Linked DNA regions of Sus scrofa: region 1 is linked to region 2. A link is a contact called in public HiChIP or PLAC-seq data. All regions are on one chromosome and are shown on one strand. The core of a region is the stretch at or near the end of the contact, and the rest is flanking DNA. Distances in the headings are between cores, read along the strand shown. Region 1 overlaps LOC100513893 (a long non-coding RNA gene). Region 2 holds the start of ZNF217 (zinc finger protein 217).

Evidence for each region. HiChIP or PLAC-seq counts read pairs in DNA pulled down with a chosen protein or histone mark.
Region 1: an H3K27ac HiChIP or PLAC-seq map of alveolar macrophages shows a contact between it and region 2. The contact joins the enhancer-like site here to the promoter of ZNF217 in region 2. A contact is called at or near these places in 15 of 47 Hi-C or Micro-C datasets (alveolar macrophages, blood, brain and 8 more) and 2 of 2 datasets of contacts at active chromatin or transcription factors (alveolar macrophages and skeletal muscle).

Annotation. Positions count from the first base shown.
Region 1 is chr17:54,748,651-54,755,272 of Sscrofa11.1, reverse strand. LOC100513893 (a long non-coding RNA gene) reads left to right here. Exons shown (of 2, transcript XR_002339964.1): 2 at 1,034-1,492. Among named protein-coding and RNA genes, the nearest start is that of ZNF217, 120 kb to the right of the region's middle. Within about 2 kb of position 1,687, at least 35 of the 83 cell types and tissues checked have an H3K27ac peak or open chromatin away from gene starts, as enhancers often do. A contact at or near this core is called in alveolar macrophages, brain, embryonic fibroblasts and 5 more, where this site is marked.
Region 2 is chr17:54,627,971-54,634,848 of Sscrofa11.1, reverse strand. ZNF217 (zinc finger protein 217) reads left to right here and starts at 3,094. Exons shown (of 6, transcript NM_001123217.1): 1 at 3,094-3,298.

The sequences.
Region 1 (6,622 bases), core at 438-2,937, 120 kb before region 2:
GAAGGAATAAATAGTAAAATAGTAGGCTTCTGCCCTTGTAGCTCAAAAGCAGTCATAGGCAGTATATAACCACATGAGCATGGCGGTGTTCCAATAAAACTTTATGTACAAAGACAGGCCTTGAGCTGGATTTGCCCCTTAAACTGTAATTACCAACTGCTGATCTAGAATTATATTTTGTCTCTACCATTTTTAAGCCGGTAATCCAGCCAAATCCTCATTTATCTATAAAAGGGACGTAACCACACCACTTCATTAGATTCAGAGGATAAAGTGGACCCGTGTATAAATTATTCCATGTGAGCATTCTCTAAATGCTACCTCCTCTTCTCGTATGATGGAAATAGCAGTCAGCCAAACATTTAGGAGGTGTCACACTCGACTGCAGGTAGCCTCCGGAAAAGGTTTCCCTTGTCCAGCGAGTTTAGCTTGGTCCGAACTTAGCTTTTGGCTAAAAATGCCTTTTCTCTCTTTCCTAAGCAATTCCATTTAAGGTAGGTCCAGGAAGAAAAAAAAAAAAAGAGAGAGAGAGAGAAGTGCAGAGGTAGACAGGTGACCCAGATAGATGGGTCTCCTGGGGAAGAGCCATAACTCTGCCCCCCCCAACATTTCCTGCCCCCCCACCCCCACCCCCCAAGTGCTCCTCCTGCCCCAGTCTCAACTCCTTTTTGGAGGAAAGCTCAAGCATTCTGCCCAGAGGCTCAAGCTGGCCTGGAGTGAGCCCTTGAAAGCATATCCTGAAGCCCGTTCCTTTGAATCCAGTGCTGCTTACGTGCGCACCGAGGCAAAACCAACCTTTACATATTCCATGAACCAGCACCACAGAGGAAACAGATCCTCTGGGATTTTATTTTCCTTTTTTCTTGGAGACATTTTTCTTACGTGTGGGCTTCCCACTTAAGTTTTTAGGATTTCTGGCGTGGGGTATTGGCTTTGTCTCTCATTTCTTTGCCCAGATTGTCAGGTGCCCGCGTATTATTTACACCTCCCATTCACTCTGGGCTCTAATCCTCCCTTTCTTATTTCTTCCTAGACCTGGCCTCCTTTTTCCTAACCAGCAGGCGAGCTCCCCAAGCCTCAAGATAAACAGCAAACAAGATTGTGAATTTCAATGACAAATGCAGCAGGCGACATATTTTCCAGCCCCACATGATTTTTAACTTGGGGATGGTTGGTAACTTCTTCGGTTTTCCTGCTCTGAACATCGATAGGCCCAGTTCCTCTTTCGATTTGGCCTCTTTGCGTCTCTTCCTGAATTAAATTTTTCAAGTCGCCGGCTTGTCACAGGACATGTGGCTCTGCCCAGCTCTGTAACGCACATTTCCTTTTTCCCAGGCGTCACAGAAATTTGCAGTACACACTGCAAAGACAAAGAACAAAAAGACCTCACGAGCTGAGCAAAAAGATTCAGTCATATCCATGATTTCACCAGGTTTCCAACTGGATAATGAAATCAGACTCCTCCCCTCCCCCGCGGGAGGAGGGGGTCCCACGCCACCCACTTACTGAACGTAAAATCTCACCCACGTCTTCCCAAGGACACACTTTGTTCTAAATCCCCAATGCTGGCACAGCCCTTTTGCGAAGGAGAGAAGGAAGCTGCCCCTAAGTTGTAAGAGTGAGCTGCAATCTTTCTCTGAGCCCAAGATAAAAGGAGCAAACAGGAGGGAATTAGTCAGTATGAAGCATGCATTTCTAACAGCAGACGTAGGATGCTGTGCAAAGAGCTTGGCGTGACTGACTCCCGGGTTGGTGGGGGGACAGGATTTTTCTCTTTTCCATGAGCCTTTCACTCTCAAGCAGGAGGAATGATTAAAAACTTGTTCAGAATAGCTCTTTAATGGGTTAATAGTACTGTTTTAAGTCTTATTTTTTTTTTAAGCTAGTTGAATCAGTTCTCCAGATGAAAGCAATGTAGGGATAGGTGTGGAGTAAAGGAACTGCTTTTAGGAAGAGGTGAGGGGTTTGAGCAAAGAATCACAGGGTGTACCCCAGACTAGAGTATCCCATCTACCCAAAGCCTAGCAAAAAGGACAAGTGAAATGCCTAAGGAACATCCTTCAAAGAGATACTCTGTCACCATTTAAAATGTCAGGTTTTTTTTCTAACATGACCTGCTCTCTAAGAGATCTAAGTGAAAAATGGAAAGTGAAGCATGCTTGGTAAAAACAGAAAAGTGTGAGTGTTTGATATACACATATGCTGATCCATGCGGGGCCTGTTCCGGATGCACTGAACCCCAGCAGTCATCTTCTCTGGGGAGGGGGAGTCCCCCTTCTCCACAAGCCCTTTGATTTGAATTCTCTGCCTCCCCCCACCCCAGGAGGACGAAATTACCTCATTGTGCTCAAAAACTTATAGCTATTTTTCTTAATGTGTGCAGACATAGAAAATTGATGATACATATTTTAAGTAAAAAAAAAAGTTGGGAGTTCCTGGCGTGGCTCAGCGAAAGCGAATCAGACTAATATCCATGAGGATGCCGGCTCGAGCCCTGGTCTCGCTCAGTGGGCTAAGGGTCTGGTGTTGCCGTGAGCTGTGGTGTAGGTCGAAGACGCGGCTTGGATACCACGTTGCTGTGATGTAGGCCGGCAGCTACAGCTTTGATTCGACCCTAGCCTGGGAACTTCCATATACTGCGGATGCGGCCCTAAAAAGACAAAATAATTTGTACAGTAGTGTCTATAAATATGATTACACTGATATATATATATATATATATATATAGTCTTTTTAGGGCCAAACTGGCGACACAAGGAAGGTCCCAGGCTAAGGGTCAAATTGGAGCTACAGCTGCCAGCCTTCACCACAGCCACAGCAACTCTGGATCTGAGCCACAGCTCACGGCAATGCCGGATCCTTAATCCACTAGAGCCAGGCCAGGGCTCGAGCCTGCATCCTCATGAATGCTAGTCGGGTTCGTTACCACTGAGCCATAACGGGAACTCCACACTGGCACATTTAAAATAAAGACTGTGGAGTTCCCTGTCGTGCAGTGAGTTAAGGATCTGGCGTTGTCACTGCAGTGGCTTGGGGACCCCTGGCCTGTGGAACTGCCACGTGCCCTGGACACAGCCAAAAATTTTTTTCCTTAAATAAAATAAAATAAATGATATGCACGTATACACACACACACACATGCGTGCATGTTTATGGAACACGCCTGGAAGACTCTGTCAGCAGTTATTAGCTGTCTCAGTTGAGCTCATGCGCTAGTGGAGTGAGTCAAGGGAATAAATATGAGTCTTTTACCTTAATTTTATACTGTTCGAATCTTTTCGAGATTTTTAAATCTTAAAAACCAAAAGGAAGAAAAGAGAAGGAAACCGTCAAATCCCGACCCACAGCACATAAGAAATGTGGGCCATGTCTTTCCAGGGAATTCAAACTCTCAAGGTAAATTTCTGCTTTTTGCCGCCTTAACAACGGGACGTTATACATGACTAGGGACGCTGGAATTTCTCCCCTTCCCTAAATGCCGTTTGCTGGGACCGCTCCAAGCTCCAAATGGCTTTCCGAGGTGGCCTGTTGGTGTCTTTATCTCAGGGAGCCGGCCTGAAGAAGCCGGAGCCTCCGCCTTCAGGGAGATGGAAGAGCAGAGCCAAGAGAAGGCCGGGCTTTGAGCCGGGAGTCCTCCTAGTATTTACTTTCCTGCCTTGTGCCGTTGAACTGCACTTGAATGACTCTATTAACAAGAGCGAGGTGACTTGATGAAATCGTGAGTCTGGCAGGCTCCCGTTTCCTGTGATGCTGGCTCCTCTTATAAGTCATATTGGATAGTCAGCCTCCCCGATGGGATCCCATGGAAATACCCTCTCCCTTGTCAGTTAGTTCTGGGAAGACCTCTTAGGTTTTCTTCTGCCTTCGGTCTCTGCAAAAAGGATGGGAAGAGACACATTTGAAAGCAGAGGGTTCAAAAGGCTCTATGTGCTTCCCAGCTTCCAGGCGCTTGCACAGCAGTAAACCTACTGAAATGAACATGTTTTGCAAATGGACAAGATCTGTTTTCTGAGATGGATAACAAACCCATAAGGTCAAATAGCAGCCCGACTCATTTCTGCACGTGCATTTTTTGGGCTAGGAAATGCCGAGAACGAAGTTCACAACTTACCCAACTTCCAGCACTTGGGTTTTTTGTTTTGTTTTGTTTTGTTTTTTCCTCTTTCCTGGAGCAGCTTTTTCTTGCTTTGATGATGTTCCACTTGAAATGTCCCTTCTTGCTTCCTTAAGTTATGAGCTTATTCTTTTTTATTCGGGACGGAGGGGTCAAGTAGAGAAGCCAAACGTAGACAAATGAGGAGTGTGACAGAAGAACCTAGGATGTGAAATCGGAGGAGGGGGACCGGTCTGCCCCATCTTCCTGCTTGGCAGCTGGAGCTTCTTGTTAATTTGAATGCCTTGGAATTATAATGGCTGTGTTTGCAGGTATTTCTGAGGGATCATTTAGATTCCTTTAAATTGAGGTGAAATGTTAAAATAAAGGGGGACCCGACCATCTCTCAAGATGAAAAAAGGCTCGACCGGCTATTGTCCGACCTCCTCAGAGTCTGATTGACTAGTAGAACACATATCTCCATGGGAACAGATAAATGTCTGCTTTTCATGCCGGGAAATAACCAAGTCAGCCCATGGAGTTTCACCAACCTAGCGCTTTATTTGGATGGCTGTAAGCAGCCTCTCCCTTTTCATGTTCAGCCAAATTATCTGCCAGAATTTCTTTTCAAGTCTAGGGAGGGGGAAAAAAAAAAAGGGTTTCCTTCCCCTCCCCCCTCTGCATGGAGTTAATTACTGTATTTTCATCTGGAAGGGTGGGAAAAAATACACACTGAGCCGAAATAGCACACAAAACCACGGCTGGCGTGTTGTATCTGCCTGGTGTCTATTAGCTGTTGGTAATTTTTTTTATTTTAAGGTATCACGGTCTGCAGTAGTATTGGTAACAAAATAGCCTGGGGGTCGGGCGAGGACCGGCTGTTTGGGATTGCTTGTTTATAGTCATGCCAGTGTCGGCTGTGTGACCTCAGGCAAGAGGAGAGCAGCACTGTTTTAATATTGTGCTCTGAGAAATTGGGGTGGGGGAGGGTAGGCAAGATTGCCGGAGAGTCTCAGGTATCTGCCTCCCCTCCCCCGAAAGTCCCCAACATCTGCCACTTTAACTCCCTGATCACTGATCCATGCTCTGTGCCAACAAAAATTCGAGAACGGCTCTCAGGAGAGCTGGGCTTTCTCAGTGATTCCACACACTTCTGCTTCTGTTCCTGGTTTAAAATAGCACCGGAAGCCACGTTTTCTGATGAGATTACAGCACTTCTAGTTTAGTTTCTGAAGCAGAAGGAAAAAATAAATGGAAAGGGGAAAAAATAGAGGTGCAATCTTGTGTGTGTGTGTGTATGTGTGTGCGTGTGTGTGTACATATTTATATATATTCCCACACCCACATACTTTTTTTTTTCAACTCACAAGGCTGAAATGTTAAGGGAAAACTGTCTTAACCTACTTGATTCTAAAACTGGGCACAAGCATGTGGGGGGGGTATTGGAATCCATTCACCCGTTCCTATTATTCTCTCCTTTGTCGTTTAAGCTCTGTGTGCCTTTGTCTCTTTCTTCCTCAGCACCTCCACCCACCCACCCAACAAGTCTGAACAGGAAATGTTTAAAGACCAGTGAACTAAAAACCCACCAGACATTTTGCAAAAGAACCCAGGTTAAAGCTCCCTGCACCCGAGGTAGCAATCAAGTCTCCATTCCAGCTCCTCCGTGGACGTGGTTCCTAAATATCCAAACCCCAGGGGTCTTTATCTGAACCAGCTGCTTCTGATGTCGGGAAGGAATGTGGCACATCAAGTGTGTGAACACTGCCTCTATTGTATCCAAACAGGCTGATTGAAGCCTGGATAATTGGCATGTAACCTTCTCTATTAATAGTGCAGACAGATATGTGAATTAGCTGAATCCCTCCGACATATGCCGTGCATTAGCTAAAGGGGCTTAACAATTCTCCAAACATCTCAGCTAACTATTACACCAATGATTAGGCTTTAGAACTTGATAACTTTGGGGGGAAATCAATAAATAATAGGGAGCTTCACACTCCCTCTGAATAAGAAGGGCTTCTGTAATCTTATTATAAGTCCAGGACTGATACTGGCTGTCATTGATCATTTGGGGAGTTGAAGCTTTGAGGGTTTGGGAGAGTGCAAGAGAGAGAGAGAGAGATGCTAATGCAGAGTTTCTGGAGGAGACTGATAAATGAGGGGAGTTTTTGTTTAGCTGCTGTAGGCACCAAGGTGTGTGGAGAGCAGTGTAGGCTGGCCATGTCCTGTCTGAGTATCCTGTAAAGGAACATACCTGAATGAGATGTTTTGAAACACTGAATTAGGCTATTTAGAACCCTACGTTTCTAAATACTCGGTTAGTCTCACATCGGTTCCTAAGACTAGAGGAAGCACCACGGACTGATGGTTAAGAAAATAAACTGCTGTCAGACTGCCTGGCTTGGGAGCGTGGCTCTCCTACATGCTATCTTGTAACCTTGGGCCACTTGTCCAGCCTCTCTGCACTTCAGTTTTACCACCTGAAAAATAGGAAGAATAACAATTCCTAGCCGTCTGGCACTTGGT
Region 2 (6,878 bases), core at 1,845-4,344:
CAGGTTTGCCCAACTTTTTCATTTTCTTTTCCTGCTAACTCCTCACTGCAGTTTTTCAGGTTTTCCTGCTCTGAACACTGAATTCTTTTAGGTCTGTGTTGGCTCCATTTCAGCTCCAGGGATTTACATACAGTTTCCAAATCGAATAGTTCCACAGTAAGATAAATACTTGAGAAATAAGAAGATCATACCGGCATTTTCTTCTAATTAAGGCTGTCTCAAAAGATGATTCCAGTGAATGTTAAATATAGCAAATTAGAAGGTTTTTTTTTTTTTTTTTTGGTTTTGTTATTAGATCTGAGACTGCAGTGGCAGGCAGGAGCTGGGGAGAAAATTAGAAGTTAGCTAAAGGCAGAGGTCTCCTATCACTAGGATTAAATCAGAGCCAATGGCGCGATTTTATAAGCATACACTGGGTAACATATCTTAAGGAGGGCCGGTCTGTTTGGATAATTGTGAAATATGAGGTGTAGCTGATGTTTGTTGCATTACAAAGCGATGAAGTGGGGTCTTTCGTCCTCTCCCCGGATAACGTGTGCAGAGCATCAGCTCCCACTTGAAGGGACATTTCTAGTTCCATTGTTTGTGTTGCCTGCGTCTCAGCAGCACCTGACTCTAGAGATAGTCTAGATGGGGGCGGGGGGAGGGGAGACGTGGGGGGGGGGGCGATGGCAAAACAGGATTACGCGAGGGCGGAGCTAAGTATATGGAGATCAACGTTCGATTTTCATTTCATACTAACGAGTTCTTAGCTTTACTACGAAACCAAATGCTCCTAGTGTCCTCCTGTTGCTTTTGGAGTTTCCATTCTTAGTTGTTTTAACTAGACATACTTTCCAAATAAATCTTAAGTGTGAGTCTCCACCTTCTAAGAGGCGAATGTGTCGCACAGACGCCCGAACCGCGCATTCAGATCACTCTACGTCCATTTAAAAACACAGTTTGTGTTTGCAACCCAGGACTCAGCCACTGGCAGAATTTTGCAACGACTTCCCAGTTTTGTTGGCACGTCTCCAGGAATAAGGTTCTTTGTAATTCTTTGCTCAAACATAAGGATCGCCTATAAAACTCTTAGCAGATAGATCAATTCATACAATTATCTTTCAATTTTAAAAGCTACAACATAATGTGTTTGTTTTGTTTTGTTTTTGTTTTTGTTTGTTTTTGCTGGGCGCGCGGGGGGGGGGGGCGGGTGGCAGAGAAGAGAGGAGAAACAGTTACTAACAAACCATAGGATGCTATTATGCTCACAAAGTGGTAGCTCTGTGAAGGCATAGGGAAAAGCACCCCCCCCCTTTTTTGCTCAGAAAATAATTCAGTAGCAACAAGGTCTGAGAACCAGGAGCCTCATTGTTCTTAGTGAAACGATTATTTGTCAAAACATTTGATTGTTTCCCTATTTCTACTGAAAAGTTTGGACTGTTCTTTTTGCTCTATTTTTGACACTAGGATTTTTAACTATCGGTGCTATTGTGTTTACAGCATTCAAGGTTTCAGAGTTCAAAGGTTATCCATTAACATGTAGAGTGAGGCTGCACTAAGTGAAGACTCAATTTGGTTTCACTTGTTCATAGTTTCTTTGTTTTACAGCAATGCCAGAAGTCATTTGTTTCGATAAGTTAAATGAAGTTTCTTGTTGAGGAAGAGTGTGTCTTTGGACTGTTTTTGGGCTGTGACTATTGATAAGGCTTTAAAAAATATATTAAAGAAAGATGTTCATCTTCCCTGAGAAAAGAACTCTGGTACTAGAAACGATCAATATTAGTATACTTGAGTGGAAAAAAAAAAGAGTTCTGGCCTAAGAGTCTACTTCTGGCCCTGCTAATTAATGGTGAGAAGTAGTTGGTGTGCTTCCTTTTTAACAAAGACTAACCAGACCATATGTGGGGTTAGGAGTTATACATAAAATGACAGCAAAAACATCACACTTGGCAAATTCTTCCCCTTTGCTAAGAAACTGTCCCCTAAACTCCATTTCTTATTTATTAAGGATTGCATTGCTCACCAGCAGAGCATTTATGTAGGGCTTTTTTGGGTCCCGACTTATTAAAATATATGCTTTAAGTGCCTGTCTTGATATATTTTAAGATTTCCCCTTTTGGATACACTGAAGGCCAATACAAAAAAAAAAAAAAAGAAAAACAAAGAACCCAAAAAACTTCGCTATTTTGTTTGTGGTGACTTGCATAGCTCCCTTTTGTGTTTGTATCTTGGGACAGAGAATTTGGTGGATGTGACTGTTACTTCTGTGGTTCCTCCTAGGGGCTTATTTAAATGGGGTAATATCACTGGCCTTCGGAATCATAACTTTTTCTTTTTTCGTGAGCAAATAAAAAAATGGCTGGGAAACGCTTTACGTGAAGAGGGGAAAAGCTAGTTTTTGTTGTTGTTTTTGTCCCTAGTTTAAAGCCTGGTTTCATCCACGTGGATTTCTATCAAAGCCAAGTGGATTCCTGGAACCTAGGCCAAGTTTAGAAATCTCAAGTTTTTACAGCAGCGCAAGCCCTGCCCTTTTAGAAAACCAGCAACCAGGCATTAAAGGATGCCTTAATGAAGATACTAATTTAAAAATATTTTAATCATCTTTATTCATCGACCTTTCTCATGCTTGAAGAAAATCCGAAAAAATATTGTTTGTGCACAGCTGTCTCCTCACCTACCCAAATAAGTGTAAACGCTTTTCGCCTATTAGTAATACCGGATGACCCAGGAGTTCGGGCAACCAGCCCCTCCCCTCGCCCGGGCACACCTTGCAAGGGAGGGGGAAGCGGAGAGGCAGAGGCCTGGAACTGCGCCTGCGCACTGCCTTCGTGGGCCCCCTCCCCGCATACCTGTCACTGGAACTGCCGGGCGCGCGCCGGCCACGTTAAGCCGGATGGCGGGAGGCGGGGGTGTAGGGGCGGTGAAAGGCGCGCGCGTGCGCGGGAGTCGCAGGGCGAGAACAGGGAGTGCGCGCGCTCCTCGGCTCGCCCGCGTTCCGGAGGCGGAGTCCTCGGCGGTGGGCGGGGCAGGGGCGCGCCTGCGCAGATCACGTGGGTGAGGGGCGGGCCCGAGGGCGGGGCGGCCGGTGAAGGCAGGAGGCGGGGCGTCTCCGAGCTGCCGGGCCGAGGGAGGGCGCAACAGCTGCTCCCTGAGCACTTTCTGACCCAACAGTCCCCCTGCGCCGGACGCGCCGCGCCCCGGCGGCTCTAGGGACCCCCCGCGCCTGCACTGTCCCCGCGCGGACGAGTAGGGGGCGCCCGCGCCTTTGCCCCCCGTGAGCACCCCCCGCCCCGCTCACCTTAGCCCCGCGCCCGAGGTGAGCCCGGCCCCCAAATCTTCCGGGCGGGGGTGGGGTGGGGGTGGGGGCGCTGCTTTTGGGGGGGTCTTCAAGGAGTGAGGCGCTGAGGCGCCCTGAGGGATAGCCTCGCCCCTCGCCCAGTGGCCCCCTGCCTCTTTTGGGGGCCGGTGCGGGCGCGGAATCCGGGAGGTGTCCGCACAAAAGGCCGAGAGAAACTCCCCGTCGCCTCCCCTCCCTCCTGCCTTCCCCGCCCCCTCCCCTCCTCGCCTGCTCCCTCCTCATTCAAACCTCGGCTCGCTCGTGTGGTGTCAGTTCAGTCCCGGCCGCCGCCGAGCGAGGAAATGGCCGAGGAGCCGGAGCCGCAGGTAAAGGGGGCGCGCCCCCCCGCCCGCGCGGGGCCTTGGGGGGCGCCTCGCCCTCGCCCCTCCGGCGTCCCCCGAGCCCGCCCTCGAGTCTCCGGTGCTCGTTATCTCGCCCCCCTCCCCAGATTGTCTGCCCGCCCCGCCCGCCCCCCCATCCCCACTCTCTATTCGGCTCCTCTCGGGCGCCCCCTCCCCATCCGGCTTCTGAGCATTTCCACCGGAGAGAAGGTGTCGGGCGAGCCCCCGGTGTGTACTGTGTTTGACCATCACACTCACTCATGGAACCAGTCAAGATGGCTTGGGGGCGGGGGAGTCCCCCCCCCTTCCCTAGGTCGGGAGAGAGGGGCCCGCCGGAGGGGGCCCGGGGGCTGCGTGGGTGGCTGGGTGGGGGGCTGTTCCTGAAAAGTTGGGTGGCTCCGCCGGCAGGTCTCCGCGTTTGCCCTCTCGGCCGTGGGGGGCGGGCGGAAGGGAGCGGGCCGGCGCGGGGACCCCTGCGATGGCCCGGGAGGGGCCCGGGCAAGTTGGAAACAGCCAAAACAATGCGTCCTAACAGGCGTCCCCCGCAAACAATGGCCGGGACCGTCCGCACGGGCCGGGCGGAGGGCGCGTCTATAGGGGCCGAGGGAGGGGGCTTGGCCTCGCCGCGGACCCCGACGCGCACCCCAGCCAGCCCCCCAGGTTCCCCTAAATCCGTCCCCGGGAGTCCTGATCCTCTGCCCATCCCTGAGCAGGCGGTGCACCGGGCTGCGTTTCCTGGGTGTGTGTGTGATAAGGTTTTTTTTTTTTTTTTTAATTTTAAAAGATTTTTTTAAGAGAAAACTTTAAAAAAAATAGCCCTTAAACGCTTTAAGAATTATCTTTAATCACTCAATTCTAGTGGGAGACACAAAGCCAGCTGGAAGCAGAGCTAGGAACTCTAAGGGGCAGAAGGGATTGAAATGTTAGCCTAAAAGTGTTTCTTTCTTTCTTTTTTTTTTTTTTAAAAGGGAAGTTTCTGCCAGGAGGCGCTGAGTGGCGAAACCGCTCAGTTTCAGATGTAGAGCCCTCTTCACTCTAGATTTGGCCTCAAAATGCGAGCCGCACAGAATGGGAGGAGGGGTGGGCGCTACTGGGGGCTCCAGGAGGCTGGATTTGTGGCGGCCGGGGCGGTCCTGCCCCGAGGGGGTCAGACCTGGCCTGCGGGGTGCACCGGCCGTTACCTGCGTCCAGGGGGTCGGGACGGACGTTCAGGTCCCGAGTGGGAACCTTTATTTTAGGATTCGGGGTAGGGCCACCGAGGACGGGAAGCCGTATTCCTGGGCGGGTGGGTGGGGGTGGGGTGGGCGGGGGGGGGGGTAGTTTTCCCGCAAGGCGTAGTCAGGAGAGCAGGAAAGGGCCACCAGTGGCCACTTCTGGGACCCCAAGTAGCCTGTTCACACTTGGAGCAGTGAAAACTTTCTTTTTTCTCTTGTTGTTTCTCCCAAGAAAAGGAGAGTCCCTTCAGAGTTTTTAAGGCCTTGGAGTGTTGTTCCCCTTTGAAATTCCTTGAGCCTCAGTTTATCTTTCTGGATCAGCCTATAGGGCTTGGAGCGTTGAGCTTGAACATTCCTTAACGTGTATTAAAGGTATGGCGGGTACGGTGGTTCTTTGGCCCGTCTGGGATCCTGTGTTATTGACCACCGTGTATACTAGCTGGTTTCCTGGTTTTCTAGATTGTTGGGAACCATTAAGCTGTATATTTTAAGAAGCCTAGGTCTGATTTAGTTCAGGTTGATTCAATTATGTCTTCATCGCTTTTGAGTTGGTTGAATGAGTTGACATGAGATTAAGCTCAACAAAAGAAAAGGCAGGGTAACAGCAGCTGCCGGCCGGGCCTGGCCACTAGGTAGGGGTCTTGAGGAGGCCTTTCACCTTCTCTTTTGTATGTGTCAAGAAGTACATTTAAAATGTTCTTTACTGTACTTTTTCTCTCCCCCCCCCCCCCCCGGAATGGAGGGACTGCCTTGATTGATAACCAATAAGACTTAAAATGCTGGATTTTGTAATACTTTGAGAATGAGTAATAGATCTAGATTTTCTAAAAAGCCTTTAGTAGAGAAGTGACAAGAACAGAATAATAACCTAATTGCTTTTTGTCTGAAAAATATAACAGTCTAACCACTAGTTTGTGCTTGCTTAGTTAATGTGTGCTAAGAACTTTTAAGGTGTGTCCTTAATGGTAGATTACTTTTTCTGAGAAGTCCTGTTTATTTTAGATACTGTTTTGTTTAGGATTCTAAAGACTGTAGTTGTGTGTGTGTGCGTGTGCGTGTGTGTGTAATCCTGGTGTTTTAGTCAGAGAGGACCCCCCCCACCCCAAACTGCTGCCATTTTAAGTCAGTTATATTTAAGTATTCAATTCAAGAGGCAATGACTTATTTAAAAGTTTTTGGTTGTCAGTAGCTGCAAGCCAAATTTATCATTCATTTAGCTGGTTTGGTAGAATAGGGTTAATAATCTGATTGTTTGGAATTTTAATTATTTGGCTGAGGAGGGAGGCCGCTCCTTTAGAATTGCACATTGATTTGCATGCTGGAGGAGGAAGTAGAGAGATCATGCCTTTTCTAGGTAAAGGACACATACTTTTCTTTCGTGTCCAACTTTTCAGTCCTTTTATCTTCCCAGCACCGTCTTAGCACTGCAGTTTGACCTTTGCTGTGTTTTTAATAACTTGTAAGATCGAAGTTTAGTAGTTGTCTTGGGTTCATATTATTCCCTTTCACTTCTTAATCAAAAAAAGGAACTAGTGCTCCCCTTAGATAAAACGTGTAGAAGATATTTCCCCCTTCACCCTGAAGAATTGATTTAGATAACAGCTTGATTCCCCCCCCCCCCCAGTATGGGAGGAAGAAGGAGGGGTGGAGACATTGAGTCTGCCTGGGAAGGTTTGAGGTGGAGGTAGGTCTGCCTTCTCTTAGGGAGCCTCCATTTTTGGCAGTGGAACTTGAGGGAGGATCAGCAGCTCCTGTTTTCATAAAAGCCCCCTCCAGTGGTCCTTTTCAAGAGGAAATCTGAACATAAGACTCAATCAAGTCACTTACAAACGGATGAAATAATTAAGGAATATAATGGCCTGGCAAGGACAGAGTCCCTCTATCTCCTCATTTCAGATAAATGCTAATCACTTCTCTCTCTTTTAACAACATTTATGATGAAATGGCATGTTTTTGCCACAGCAGGGTTGCTTTCCCAACCCCGGAGCACTCTTAATTCTGACA